Linked DNA regions of Sus scrofa: regions 1 and 2 are each linked to region 3. Evidence: chromatin contacts called from public HiChIP or PLAC-seq data. All regions are on one chromosome and are shown on one strand. Each heading gives the region's core, a stretch centred on a gene start, on an enhancer-like site or on the middle of the called end of the contact. The rest is flanking DNA. Distances are from core to core; before and after follow the strand shown.

What was found. HiChIP or PLAC-seq counts read pairs in DNA pulled down with a chosen protein or histone mark.
Region 1: an H3K27ac HiChIP or PLAC-seq map of alveolar macrophages shows a contact between it and region 3. The contact joins the promoter of ANKRD24 here to the promoter of PIAS4 in region 3. A contact is called at or near these places in 3 of 47 Hi-C or Micro-C datasets (blood, fetal liver and heart right ventricle) and 1 of 2 datasets of contacts at active chromatin or transcription factors (alveolar macrophages).
Region 2: a contact with region 3 is called in an H3K27ac HiChIP or PLAC-seq map of skeletal muscle, with 3 times the contacts expected there. The contact joins the promoter of MRPL54 here to the promoter of PIAS4 in region 3. A contact is called at or near these places in 2 of 2 datasets of contacts at active chromatin or transcription factors (alveolar macrophages and skeletal muscle).

The regions. Positions count from the first base shown.
Region 1 is chr2:74,566,351-74,570,633 of Sscrofa11.1, reverse strand. It overlaps ANKRD24 (ankyrin repeat domain-containing protein 24), which reads left to right and starts at 2,232. Exons shown (of 23, transcript XM_021084071.1): 1 at 2,232-2,959. SIRT6 (sirtuin 6) reads right to left here and starts at 2,095. Exons shown (of 10, transcript NM_001114273.1): 1 at 2,021-2,095. The coding sequence starts at 2,086.
Region 2 is chr2:74,925,341-74,929,569 of Sscrofa11.1, reverse strand. MRPL54 (39S ribosomal protein L54, mitochondrial) reads left to right here and starts at 1,374. Exons shown (of 3, transcript XM_003123056.5): 1 at 1,374-1,534; 2 at 2,222-2,387; 3 at 3,017-4,229. The coding sequence starts at 1,417. The coding sequence ends at 3,149.
Region 3 is chr2:74,727,211-74,731,579 of Sscrofa11.1, reverse strand. PIAS4 (E3 SUMO-protein ligase PIAS4) reads left to right here and starts at 1,788. Exons shown (of 11, transcript XM_003354007.4): 1 at 1,788-1,896. The coding sequence starts at 1,870.

The DNA.
Region 1 (4,283 bases), core at 983-3,482, 160 kb after region 3:
ATCCCCCTGAGGGTAAAAGCCCAAGTCCTCCCTGAGGCCCACGAGGCCCTGCACAACCTGCCCCAACTCCCCCCATTTCTCCCTCTGTTGCAGTCACAAGGGCCTCCTCACTATTCCTCCAACTTTCCAGGCTTGGTCTGGTCTCAGGGCCTTTGCACAGGCTGTGCCCTCTGCCTGGAATGCCCTTTGCCCAAATACCCACATAGCTCCCTCTTCACTCCTCCCAATCTTGGCTCAAGAGTCATCTCATTTGCACACTCATGATCATAGCAGCATTATTTGCAATAGCTAAAATATGAAAGAAACCCCAATATCCATCAACAGTCGAATGGATATTAACAAATGTGGTCTGGAAGTTCCTGTTGTGGCTCAGTAGTAACAAACCTGACTAGCATCCATGAGGACGCCAGTTCAATCCCTGGCCTCACTCAGTGGGTTAAGGATCTGGTGTTGCCATGAGCCATGGTGTTGGTTGCAGACACGGCTCAGATCCTGCATTGCTGTGGCTGTGGCCTAGGTTGGCAGCTGCAGCTCTGATTGGACCCCTAGCTTGAGAACTTCCATACGCTGCTGGTGTGGCCCTAAAAAGTAAAAAAAGAAAAAAGAAAAATAAATGTGGTCTGTACATACAATGGAATATTATTCAGCCTGCAAAAGGAAGAACATTCTGACACAGGCTACAATATGGATGAAACTTGAGGACATTATGCTCAGAGAATAAGCCAGATAAAAAACCACAAATACTGTATCATTTCACTTATGGGAGGTCCCTAGAGGAGTCAGACTCATAGAGAAAGTAGATGGTGGGTGCCAGGGCGTGGGGGAGGGGGATGGAGAGTTAGTATTTAATGAGAACACTAGGAAGATGAAAAAGCTCTGGAAATGGATGGTGGTGATGGTTGTATAACATTATAAATGTATTCAATACTGCTGAACTGTAGTCTTAAAATAGTTAAGAAAGTAAATTTTATATTGCGTATATTTTATGAGTATTTTTTAAATTGGGGGAAAAATAGTCATTTTCAGTGATGGCTCCCTGGCCACCTGGTTTCAATGCAGCCCTCAGCTCTTCTTATCTGCTTTGCTTTTCTCCCTAGCTCTTACCACCATCTGGTTTCTTTTTATTCTTCTTTCTTTTTTTTTGGCTGCAACACAGCATAGGGAAGTTCCCTGATTAGGGATCCAATCCAAGCCACAGCTCCAGCAAGGCAGGATCCTTAAACTGCTGCGCCACAGCAGGAACTCCCCACTATCTGATTTCTTATACTTATTTGCTGCTCATCTGTCTTGTTCTGTGATGTGGCTCCAGGTTGGAGAAAGTGTCTGGTATAAGGTAAGTACTTGAATGTTTGTGGAATAAAGTGAAAAACACCCAGGAGGGAAGAGTGGGGCTGCACATCATCTAAGAGCTCACTGATGCCTGACTCAGAATGAACGAGCCAGCCTTTGTGGGAGGGGGGCAATCTTCTCCCCAGTTTACAGAAGGGGAAAGGAAACCCAGAAAGAAGTGACCCAGCCAAGGTCTCAGCGTACGGAGGGACTTCTTTTCAGCGTGGTTGGAGGAGTGTTTCTGATACATCCTCCAGGTTCCTCCCCAGGTCAAAACCCTTCCGCATCACCCTTAGTGTCAACTCCCCAGCCTGGCACTTGAGGCCCATCCTGGCCTCCTTCTGGAAACCTCTTTGATCTAATCTGCTCTCTAAGTTTATTTCCACCCCACCCCCCCGCTTTGCCCGGGTAGTGCATTCTGCCTGGATATACATTGGGTGCTCCCTTATCAGAACTTGAAGACCACCCCATCGCTGGTCCTTCCCCGAGTCACCAGCCTAACCGACCCAGAGCTGGGCGTGTTCGCGTCCCCGGCCGCGCTGGGGCGTCACTTCCCGCCCCCTCCTCATTGGGAAGTCCCTCCCATTATCTAGCCTCAGTGTCTCCTGCTATTCCCACAATTCCCCGCTGCCGGTAGGCCCCGCCCAGCCCACGGCCCTGGGGGTAGCTGTCGGGATCCCGCCGCGCTCACCTCGGGGAGACCGCACTTGCCCTTGTCTGCGTACGGCGACAGGCCAGCCGCATAATTCACCGACATCCTCACCGCCCCAACGGGAACAATAAAGTTTCCCTTGTTGTGGCCGCTTCCGCCGGAAATGGGGTGGGACGGGGAAGGAGGAGCCGCATTCCCATCCACCGCACCTGGCGTCTCCTTCCAAGACGCATGCGCCCCGGACGGACGCTGCGGTCGCCATATTAACTGATGGCAAAGGGAGACCTGCTTCCAGCTTCTGCTTCGTACTGTATGCTGGGCATGTAGCGGGTGGTGGGAAAAAGGCTGTCCAGTGACCGGGCTGGAAACTGGGGGATAGCCGACGAGAGAGTTCTCTAGTCGCCTCTAAAGCGAGGGGCACGAAGATCAGTGCCCTTTTCCCCTTTTCTCACAAATGAGTGAATTGACGTTCCCCTTACTCGCCCTCCACTCTTGCAGAACAGAGCTTGAGAGAAGGGACCCGGGACTCATGCTCCCAATCCAAGGTTCTTTCCCCTGAAAATTTCAGAATTTTCTAAATTTACAAATGTACAGTACCTGTGCGTCGTGGGGGCAATTTGGGGCCTCACTAAGGGAAGGTTGAGGACGCCACTCTTAAGATACTTGGACATTATCTAGGTGGGCGATAATCACTCAGCAGGACAGGTCTCGACTGCACCAAGAAAATGGAGAAACTGCTTCCGGTCACTGGGGCTGGTGGCCTTTAGGACTCATTTAAGAAATGTATTGCACAGCCACTAGGGGGACGCTGGAGAGCAAATGCAGCATTTCATGACCTAGCAGTGGTGACTTAGTGTGACCTGTGTGTAATGAGGGCATTGAGCAAGGAAGGCGCTCTGGCGGAGGCAGCTGACCCAGCCTGGGAGACAACCAGGAAGGCTTCCTGGAGGAGGAAATGTTTCACTAAAGATCTGAACAGTGAGTACAAGTGAGGTGGGGGAAATCAGCCAATTGGGGCTGACAGGAGGTACAGAAAGAGGGCTCCTGGCAGAGGAACAGCAAGTCCAAAGGATGGGAAGAGCAGAAGAGGGTGGCTCTTTCCAGAAACTGAAATCTGCCCAGTGATGTTAGGGAAAAACATCCATGTCTTCCTGCCAAAGCCTGGTGGCCAACAGACAGGCCCACTGCCAGTCTGTCTCCTCCCTCTGCTCATCCCCTACCATTGGGGGTGGCTGCCTGTTCAGAGCTGATCAGGTGTCAGAGCTGAGTGCTGGGAGCTGCTGGTGTGAGCTGGTGGCCCCGCTGGAGCAGGTAACCAGAGCCGGCAGTGGACACGGTGGCCTGGTGCTGGAGTCAGTGGAGCTGCAGAAGGTAGGGGCAGAGGAGATGAGGGAGGCCTGGGCTGGAGGCTCCCCTTAGGGCCTCAGGCCCCTTGCCCCTGGGCACTGGCATATGGGAGAATGGAGGGCTGGTGTATGCCCCAGTTATGCTGAGGCAACAGGCACCCAGACACACACACACACGCACACACACACACACGCACACCCATTCATGGGTGCACTTTGCACTTCTCAGCCTTTTGCCGTGGTTAGGGTACATCCCTTCTTTTCCTGCTGCTGCTGCTCAATATCCTGCCCAGCCATCAGGCCCTGTTTATATATCAACACCTCCTCCAGGAAGCAGCTCCCTAGACGCTTCCTCTTGCCCCCAAGCCCACAGATTCCCTCCTGCCCCAGCAACTTGTGAACTTCTCTCGAGGGTGTCATTTACACCCTGCTCTGGGTGTGATTGAGTCCTTTAGACAGGAGTAAAGAAAAAGAGTGGGTGGGTGGTGAGTGGGTACATTGATTAAATGGGGTGAATTGAAGGAATGAGTGAATGGATGGGCAGTAGATGGATGGGAGGGTGGATGGATGATGGGTGGGTAGGTGGGTGTTGGTTGTGTGGGTGGCTACATAGGTGGGTAGGCAGGTGGATAAGTGAATGGATGAGTGGTTGGTTGGACAGGTGGGTGGTGGGTGGGTAGGTGGTAGCCAGTGGGTAAATGGATACATGGATCTATGGATAGGTGAGTGGGCAGCTGGATGGGCAGGTAGGTAGGTGGATGGTGGATGGATGGGCGGGTGGATGTTGGTTGAAGCATGGGTGTTTGTTTGTTTTGTGGGTTTTTTTTTTCTTTTTAGGGCCACACCCACAGCATGTGGAGGTTCTCAGGCTAGGGGCCAAATCAGAGCTACAGCTGCTGTCCACAGCCACAGCCACAGCAACACCAGATCCAAGCCACATCTGCGACCCATACCAC
Region 2 (4,229 bases), core at 125-2,624, 200 kb before region 3:
GGCGGCTGCAGCTCTGATTCGACCCCTAGCCTGGGAACCTCCATGTGCCATGGGAGCGGCCCAAGAAATGGCAAAAAGGAAAACAAAAAAAAAAAAAAAAAAAGAAGAAGAAGAAAAGAAAAAAAGCACTGCTTGGGAGTTCCCTAGTGGTCTAGTGGTTAGGACTCAGCGTTGTCGCTGCTGCAGCCAAAGTTCAAATCCATAGTCTGAGAACTGAGATTCCGCATGCTGGAGCCAAAAATCAAAAGTGTGGCTCAGCTAGATCTGGCAGTTGTCACTGATGTGGCTCGTGGCTCTGGTTACCACTGTGGTGCGGGTTTGATCCCTGACCCAGGAACTTCCACATGCCACCGACACTAAAAAAGAAAGAAAAAGATGAAGAAATGAGACTGGGAGTTGCCATTGTGGCTCAGTGGTAACGAATCAGACCGACTGGCATTCTGGGCCTCACTCAGTGGGTTAAGGATCCAGCGTTGCTTTAAACTGTGGTGTAGGCCACAGGTGTGGCTCAGATCCTGTATTGCTGTGGTGTAGACTGGCAGCTACCACTCGATTTGACTCCTAGCCTCGAAATGTCCATGTGCCATGGGTGGGGCCCCTAAAAAGACAGGGGAAAAAATGAAGAAAGAAAGAAATGAGACTGGAAAATCCTAAACTAGCGTTAAGAGATTCTCTCAATTCCAGGGACACTGGAAGCAGGGCAGGGACCATACTGTGGACGGACTTTAGCTCACAGTAGGGAGGGTTAGGGTTAGCAGAATGGCTCACCTGTCTTAACGTTACCTCCCTGAGCTTCTGGCTTCCTTAATTGTAAACTGAGGATGATAAAATACATACCTACCTCCTAATCATGAGAATTAAACAAAATCGAGCTGATTATGGATTTAGCAATAGGGTTGGGACATAATGAGTCTAATATATGTCAGCTTTTATTACCTTCAGGTTTTCAGTAATTGCTCATTGAATAGAATCAGGAATGTATAAGGTGTGATACTTAAGGGAAGTGATAAGAAACCAAAGGACAAGAAGTCAAGGAAACATCCTTTGAATCAAGGAAAACCTACTGTATAGTACAGGGAGCTACATTCAATATCTTGTAATAACCTGTAATGAAAAAGAAGCTAACAAAGTATACATACATGTGTAACGATCCCTTTGTTATACAGCTGAAAAAAACACAACATTGTAAATCAACTATATTTTAATAAAAGTTTTTAAAAAAATCCACATCCTTTGAAAGTCCCCTCCTGCAGTAAACTAGGGATATCTATAAAAGTTTAAAGCAGTCAAAATAAATGTTGCCCTAAGACAAAATACTACGCTCCCCATAAATCGCTAGGAGCCTACAACTCCCAGGCACCCTTCGGTCGCTGACGTATTCCGGAAACGTGCACGTGCGGGCAGTCGGCATAGGTCATGGCGGCCAGACGCCTTTTCGGGGCTGCCCGTAGCTGGGCCGCCTGGCGGGCCTGGGAGCTCTCAGATGCCGCCGTTTCTGGGCGACTCCATGTACGAAATTACGCCAAAAGACCGGGTGAGCTGGGTTACGAGAGACCAAGACGGCAGTGGTGGGAACATTGGGAAGTTGGTAGTGCGCAAGCGCGGGTTGGGGAGGCGCGTCCTAGAATCAGCACGCAAGCTCAGAGGCCGCTGCTTAGCTCTGTGCAGGCGCAGTTCGAGGTACCTGGGCGCGATTGCAGTCAGTGCGCCGGCACCAGCGTGAAGCCCCTAAGGCTGTGGCTGGGGTCTGTGCTAGCTGGAGCAAAGTCGCCTTACTGGGAAAGGGTTTTCTTGGAAGGGTGCGGGGCTGAGGGGCCGAGGAAGTAATGAAGTTGGCCACCTCTCATGTTTCTGCCTCCAAATCGGTTACCTTTGGCAAGGATTGGAGCCATATGGGGACCCATCCAAGTATTAAAACGAAAAGAAATTTTCTCTGGAAACACCCTTGCCTGATTTCCTCTGTCGAAAGGAGGGACTTGGCAATTGTGAGGGTTTAAAAACACCAAGCAGCCGGCGGAGACTTTCTCCATGAGCTAAACATAAGGAATGAAAATGGAATTGGAAAGGGATGACTTGGTCACTTGAATGTTAGTGCCATTTAATGCAGTAGCCGTGTTCCAGTTTAAATGGTTTTGCATGTAGCATACAAGGTCCAGCCAGGGCAGAAAGGGGTGGCTTCTTGAGGGTGAAGTTGGGCTGAAATGATTCTACCCTATCACAGTCATTAAGGGGGGCAAAGGCGGCAAAGGCGCTGTGGTCGGTGAGGCTCTTAAGGACCCAGAGGTGTGTACAGACCCCTTCCGTCTCACCACACATGCCATGGGCGTCAATATCTACAAGGAGGGCCAGGATGTCGTTCTGAAGCCAGATTCTGAGTACCCAGAGTGGTAAGTGGACTGGGACTGGGTGAGGAGGGCCTGGCTAGTCAAATCTGAGGTTTCCAGAAGGCTTCCCTGGGAAGGTGATACGAGTCAAGACCTGAGTGGGTGAACAGAGCTTCAGAGGTGGATGGGAACAGTCAGTGCAAAGACCTGAACCTGGTCTGTTAGTGAGAGCAGGGGGCAAGGTGGAGAGTAGAGGGAGACAGGACAGGAACTTGATGGAGCACAGCCTGTGTGCACCCGGGGTGGGGGTGGGGCTGCAGGGAGGATTTTGCTCTTGGCCCTGAGGGCGGTGGCAGGATGTCGAAGCCCTTGGCGTGAGCTGATCCTTTAAGCTGGGGAAAGTTTAGAGAGGTTGAGTGAGTGAGTGGGGAGGCCATACAGGCAGGCAGTGACACAGGGACAATGGCTAGGAGGCAGAAGCCTTGGTCCACCTCAGATCCCAGGGCCATTGGGATAGGAGCACCCTCTCGTTCCACAACCAGGAACCTGGCTAGGGGTGGAGAGGGACGGTCCTGAGGTCATGCAGCCACCATGGGACTCAGTCCTGCTGCTGCCTCTGCCTAGAGTGCCTGGAGTGCGGAAGCCATGCAGGGGCTGCTCTGCAACCCCAACTACCGCCCACTCCCTGTCAGGCTGTTCGAGATGAACGTGGGCCCCCCCAAGAAGCTGGAGGAACTGGACCCCGAGACCCGAGAATACTGGCGGCTGCTGCGGAAACACAACATTTGGCGCCACAACCGGCTGAGCAAGAACCGAAAGTTCTAGCAGGCGAGGAACCAGAGCACCGGGACCTCCAAGGACCTGAGGAGACAGAAGGTGTAGGGAGGGGAAGTACCTCCACCTTCCCGCCCCCACAACCTTTTATTTTCCGGAAAAGACAGACTTTTCTGAAAACAGAGATCTTCCTCTCACTGGGGTTCCTGGGTGGTCCCCACAGTGAGGCCGAATTAAGGTCCTGGGGACCAGTAAAGACTTCTTGGGGCAATTGTTGACAGGCCCTGGATGGTGCTGGGTCATGTCTCACATTGGGGCCAGGAGGGACTTGGGGCAGGCAGTGGGGAGGGAGGTATACTTCAAACTCTGTGGTTCCATGGCCCAGCCTCCACTCCCAGTGGTTGGTCTGGCTTCTACAGGTCCATCTTCACTTCCATGCCTCACTGGGCTTCTTACCCTGATTCTTGGAATTCCTAGCATTGCCCAAGAGGCCCCAACCCCTGTCCTCACGTTGGGGGTGGATGGTTCTAGCTAAGCCTCTCTGGGTTACAGTGGACTCACACCTGAGCCAAGTCATCTGGAGCAGAATAGTCTGTGAGCTTCAGGAACTGAAATGTCCAGGGGTAGGTTCTGACTTCAGGCACAGCTGGATCCAGGTGCTCAGCTATGTGGCTCTCTCCATTCCTGGAGTCTTTCAACTCCAGTGAGTAGTTCCCTTGGGCAGGTGTGGCTCCTGGCTGACACCCCCCTACCCAGTTCAGCAAGCCTAACAGAGGAAAAGGACTTCTCTTTCCTTCCTACCAAGGTCACAGGGTTATTTTCATTGGACCATCATTTGATCTGAGGAACCTGGGCCCACCGATCATCTTCCTATCCACCCCCACGGGTGTCCACCAGATTGGAGGTAGCTAGAGGGTACACCGTGTGTGCACACAGTGCCAGGGCCCTGCTATAGCCATGCCCTCTCCTGGGTAGATACCTGGATTGGAGATACCTGGGTAACTGCCTGGGGGGCTGGGGCAGAGCAGGGTCCCTGCAGCTAATTCTGTCTAGTCCCAGGAAAATAAGAGCCCTCATCCTCTTAGGAGGACTCTGCCAGGCGGATTACCGCACACCTGCCATCCCTGGTGG
Region 3 (4,369 bases), core at 539-3,038:
ATAATGGGAATGACTAAAATGAAGTTTTATTGGTACATGACTATGCCCACCGAGTTGAGTAGTTGCTACAGATGCTGTCTGTAGCTTGTAGAGCTGAAAATACTTATTATCTGGATCTTTGCAGAAGATGTTCGCTCCTAATTCAAAAGTGTCTGGCATATATTAGGTTTTTGATATATGGAGAGATTATCACTGAATATCTGCTGGAACAGTCTGATGCAGTTTATAACCGTGTGGAGAAGGTCAGACCTGGATTAAGATTCTGGTGCTCGAAGTTCCTGCTGTGGCACAGCGAATTAAGGATTCGATCCCTGGCCCAGGAACTTTGATGTGCCCCAAAATAAAACATTGTAAAAAAAGTAAAACAAAACCCTGCAGAGTCAGAGTTTTGGGTGAGGTAAATGAGTTATGGTGAGGTGAGGGAGGTATTGACTGCAACTGCAGAGTTAGATTCTCTCTTAAATTAGTATTTTCTTCATCATGGAGTTTTTTTGCATTAATTTTTCTTTTTCTTTCTTTCTTTTTTTTTTTTTTTGTCTTTTTGCTATTTCTTTGGGCCGCTCCTGCGGCATATGGAGGTTCTCAGGCTAGGGGTCCAATCGGAGCTGTAGCTGCCAGCCTACGCCGGAGCCACAGCAACGCAGGATCCAAGCCGTGTCTGCAACCTACACCACAGCTCACGGCAACGCCGGATCGTTAACCCACTGAGCAAGGGCAGGGATCGAACCCGCAACCTCATGGTTCCTAGTCGGATTCGTTAACCACTGCGCCACGACGGGAACTCCTGCATTAATTTTTCTTAAAAAATATTGCACAGGAGTTCCCTAGTGGCCTAGTGGTTAAGGATCTGGCAATGTCACTGCTATGGCTTGGGTCGCTTCTTCGGTGCGGATTCAACTCCTGGCCTGGAAAACTTGCCATGCCCTGAGGAACAGCCAAAAAAAAAAAAAATATGTATATATATCTCTCACATATATCACACAAACATTTATCTTGATAACAGGGTCATTTGGGGCACTCAAATTTCGGCTAATTCTTGCCCTGATATTTATAATGTCAAGGGATGGGCCCTGAAATACACAGTTTTGTCCTCTTTCTTCCTGCTTTTGATACAAGAAACTTTGAGCTCTGTGGCCCGCGAGCACTGAGGAGCCACAGAGAGCTCTTGAGCAGGGGAGTTTCCGGTTAGTGCAGATTCCAAAGGTTTACTGTGGATGGGGAGCCAGAACTAGCGAGAGGAGTACGCTTACGGGTGTGAGGGATGCACGAGCTCCGGGAAGTGGGCAGGAGGTCCCGCATTTCTCCGCCGGGAGCCAACTAAGTGGGGGGCGCCGCGCCCGAGCCCCCTCTGCCGAGCCAGGACCCGGATGTATAGCACGCCTGAGGCTGCACAGCGCTGCTCTGCAAGGCGCCTCGCTGCACGCATTGGCAGCTGCTGAGCCGGCCAACTGTCTTCTCCCCGCCCCCACGCCACCGGGCGTCCGGTCAAGCACCTGGCAGCCGCCTCGCACCGGGGACCCGCAACACCTTGCTGCATTGTTGTCGCCTCTGCTATCTATTCCCTCCCAAGACAGGACCCAGCACCCACCCCTACCTGTGCGGCACTCGTGCGCCTTTAAGAAGCTAGACGCAGCCAGGGGTGGGCGTGGTCGCCGCGAGCTAAAGAGGGGGGCGGTGTCGGGCCACCCTGATTGGCCCGAGGCCCGGGCGGTGGCCGCGCGCGCCTGCGCAGTGCGCGGTCGCGCGCGCCGCGGGGAGGAGGGCGCGCGGGTGCTAATTGGTCGCGGCATAGGCCCCGCCCGCGAGTGGAGGGCAGTCACGTGACGCGACGGCTGGGGGCTCCCGGCGCGGGGGACGCTGGTGGCCAAGATGGCGGCGGAGCTGGTGGAGGCCAAAGTGAGTGAGCGGCCGCGGCGCCGGCCCGGGAGGGTGGGGGGTGCGTGGACCGGGCGGCAGGCCGAGGTCTGCGCCTTCCGCTCGGGGTCCTGAGACACAGCCCGCTCGCACCTCGGCGTCCGGCCTCCTCGCCCGCCCCTGGTCCCCGGACTCCGGGTGCGGGCGGGGCGCGCGGAGGCCGGGGGCGGGGCCCCCGAAAACCTCACCCCACTCTTCGCCCTGGGGGGTCGGCCCCTGGGCTTGAGCTTGGGGTCCCCTTCTCCAGCTCGAGCGGTTAGGTTACCTACAAATCTCCCTAAACACGGGCACAGGGCCGCGCCTCCCAGCTTGAGGCACAGTCCCCACGGACAGCTTCACGGGCTGAGCTGCTTGTCTTCTCGTCCCAAACAGGGGTCCGCGCTCTTTGGCCTTTGGGATTGTCTGCGCGTCTTCTCTCCCGCCATGGCTGCCGTCAGGGTCTTAGCCTCCTCGCCCCAGCCGACTAGCCGACTAGACTGGGGTTGGCTACTCCTTGCTCAGAAGGGTCCCCTGACTCTTCTGCCACCGCTTGCACCGTCCGGAGTGATGAGCTGGGGTCCTCAATGTCCCTCAAAAATAGTGTGTCTCTTGGGGTCTGTACGCTAAACTGGTGTTTGGGGCCCTGTTCAGCTCCTGCTCTGGTTCCAGAACCCCGCCTCCCTCCCGACACCTTCCTCACCCTGGAGTGGGCTTGGTGTTAACTGAGTGTGCCCCCCTGGGATGGAGCTCTGGCCCCTGTGTCCAAGACCTTCCCATCTCTCTCCTCTCAGTCTTCGGTTCTGAGCTCTGCCTTCCTTCTCCCTCTTCCCCTTTAGGACAGCATCTATGCCCTTTTGGACTACTTCTGGGGGTTCTAGTCCTCACCCTTGCGGGATCAGACTCTTATTTCCCAACCTTGGCTGTTTCCTCTGTATTCTACTTCATTGTGGATCTACTGCTCAGATCACACTCCCTTTCCACCTAGCCCCAGAACCCCTGCTTTTGCATCCCAGCTTTGGCATCTGAGGCCCCTCTCTCTTTCTTCTGGTCTCTCGTGTTGGTCCTTGGAAGGTCTCTGATTGACTGCAGGGTAGGATTTTTTCTGTAGGGTAGTTCCTAGTGCTTCTCTGCTGTATTCCTGTTTGGGGTCCAGGTTCCACATCCCATAGATACCATCCCTTCTCTTAGCTTAGGGTCCTTTTTAACCCTCTTGGGACTAAGCTGGAAGCATCAGTTTTCCAGAGATGTATTTTCTTCAAGGTAGCCTCTCTGAGGTGAGGCTCCAGAACTCTTGCCCCTGACTGCACGAGACTTCTTCTGTAAGAAGTTTACTCAAGGCCACAGGTCTCAGGGATGTAGAGGGCAGGACCTTTGCAGAACTGAGGCACCCCCACCCCTCTGGTCTGTCCTCCCCAGGGTCTTGACCTGTAAATGTTTTCTTTCCCTTTCCTTACATCTCCCTTCCCTTCCCACTGGGGTCTGAAATGAAGCCCTCAAGGTTCTGTGATTATAGGGTATTACCCTCCCTTCACCCCTGAGCTCCCTCCCCCTGTACCTAGAACACATGCTTCTGCTCCTCTGGAATTTTGAGAAATTGAGTACCTGCCCTAGAGATGTGCAAGCCCAAGGCAGCAGCCTGCAACCTGAAGTCCCCTGGAGCCCTGAAATTTAACCTCCTCTGCTGTGGGGTTTTGGCTCTGGGCTCCCGCCGATCCTCCAGCCAGAGAGTGGGGTCTGAACTCTTATACCATTCAGGGCCTTGAAATATGATCTGATGAACTCTGCTTGACCCTCCAGTGGCTGCCCCCCCAACCCCAATTAAATCAAGTTGACCCTTTTTCTTGTCTTTTGTCTTTTTTTTTAAAGCTGCACCCACAGCGTATGGAGGTTCTCAGGCTAGGGGTCTAATTGGAGCTATTGCTGCCGGCCTACGCCAGAGCCACAGCAACGTCAGATCCGAGCCGCATCTGCAACCTACACCATGGCTCACGGCAACACCGGATCCTTAACCCACTGAGCAAGGCCAGGGATCAAACCCACAACCTCATGGTTCCTAGTCGGATTTGTTTCCGCTGCGCCACGACGGGAACGCCTTATAATTTTTTTTGTCTCTTGTCTTTTTTTTAGAGGACCCTTTTTCAAGTTTTCTAAAATGTGAGCCTCCATTCAGGGGGGCTCACGACTGCAGCATAGCTTGCTCTGATTCTAGGGAGACTTCTTTTTCCTCCAGTGCTTTGCTGTCACCAAGAAGTGCTTACTATACGTCTCATTGAAATATCTCCCTCTTTTAGGAGCTTTCTCACCCTTTTGTAGTGAGAACCAGAGATTTTGTCTTTTGGAGTGCAAAATGGGCTGGTTCGAGGGGAGGGTGAAGGGGGCTTGTTGATAAACTTGGAAATCTGAGACTCTTAACCTGAGACGGGGTGGTCTAGAAAGTCCCTGAGAGGAGGGTGCGTAGTAGTTTGCACGGAGCTCT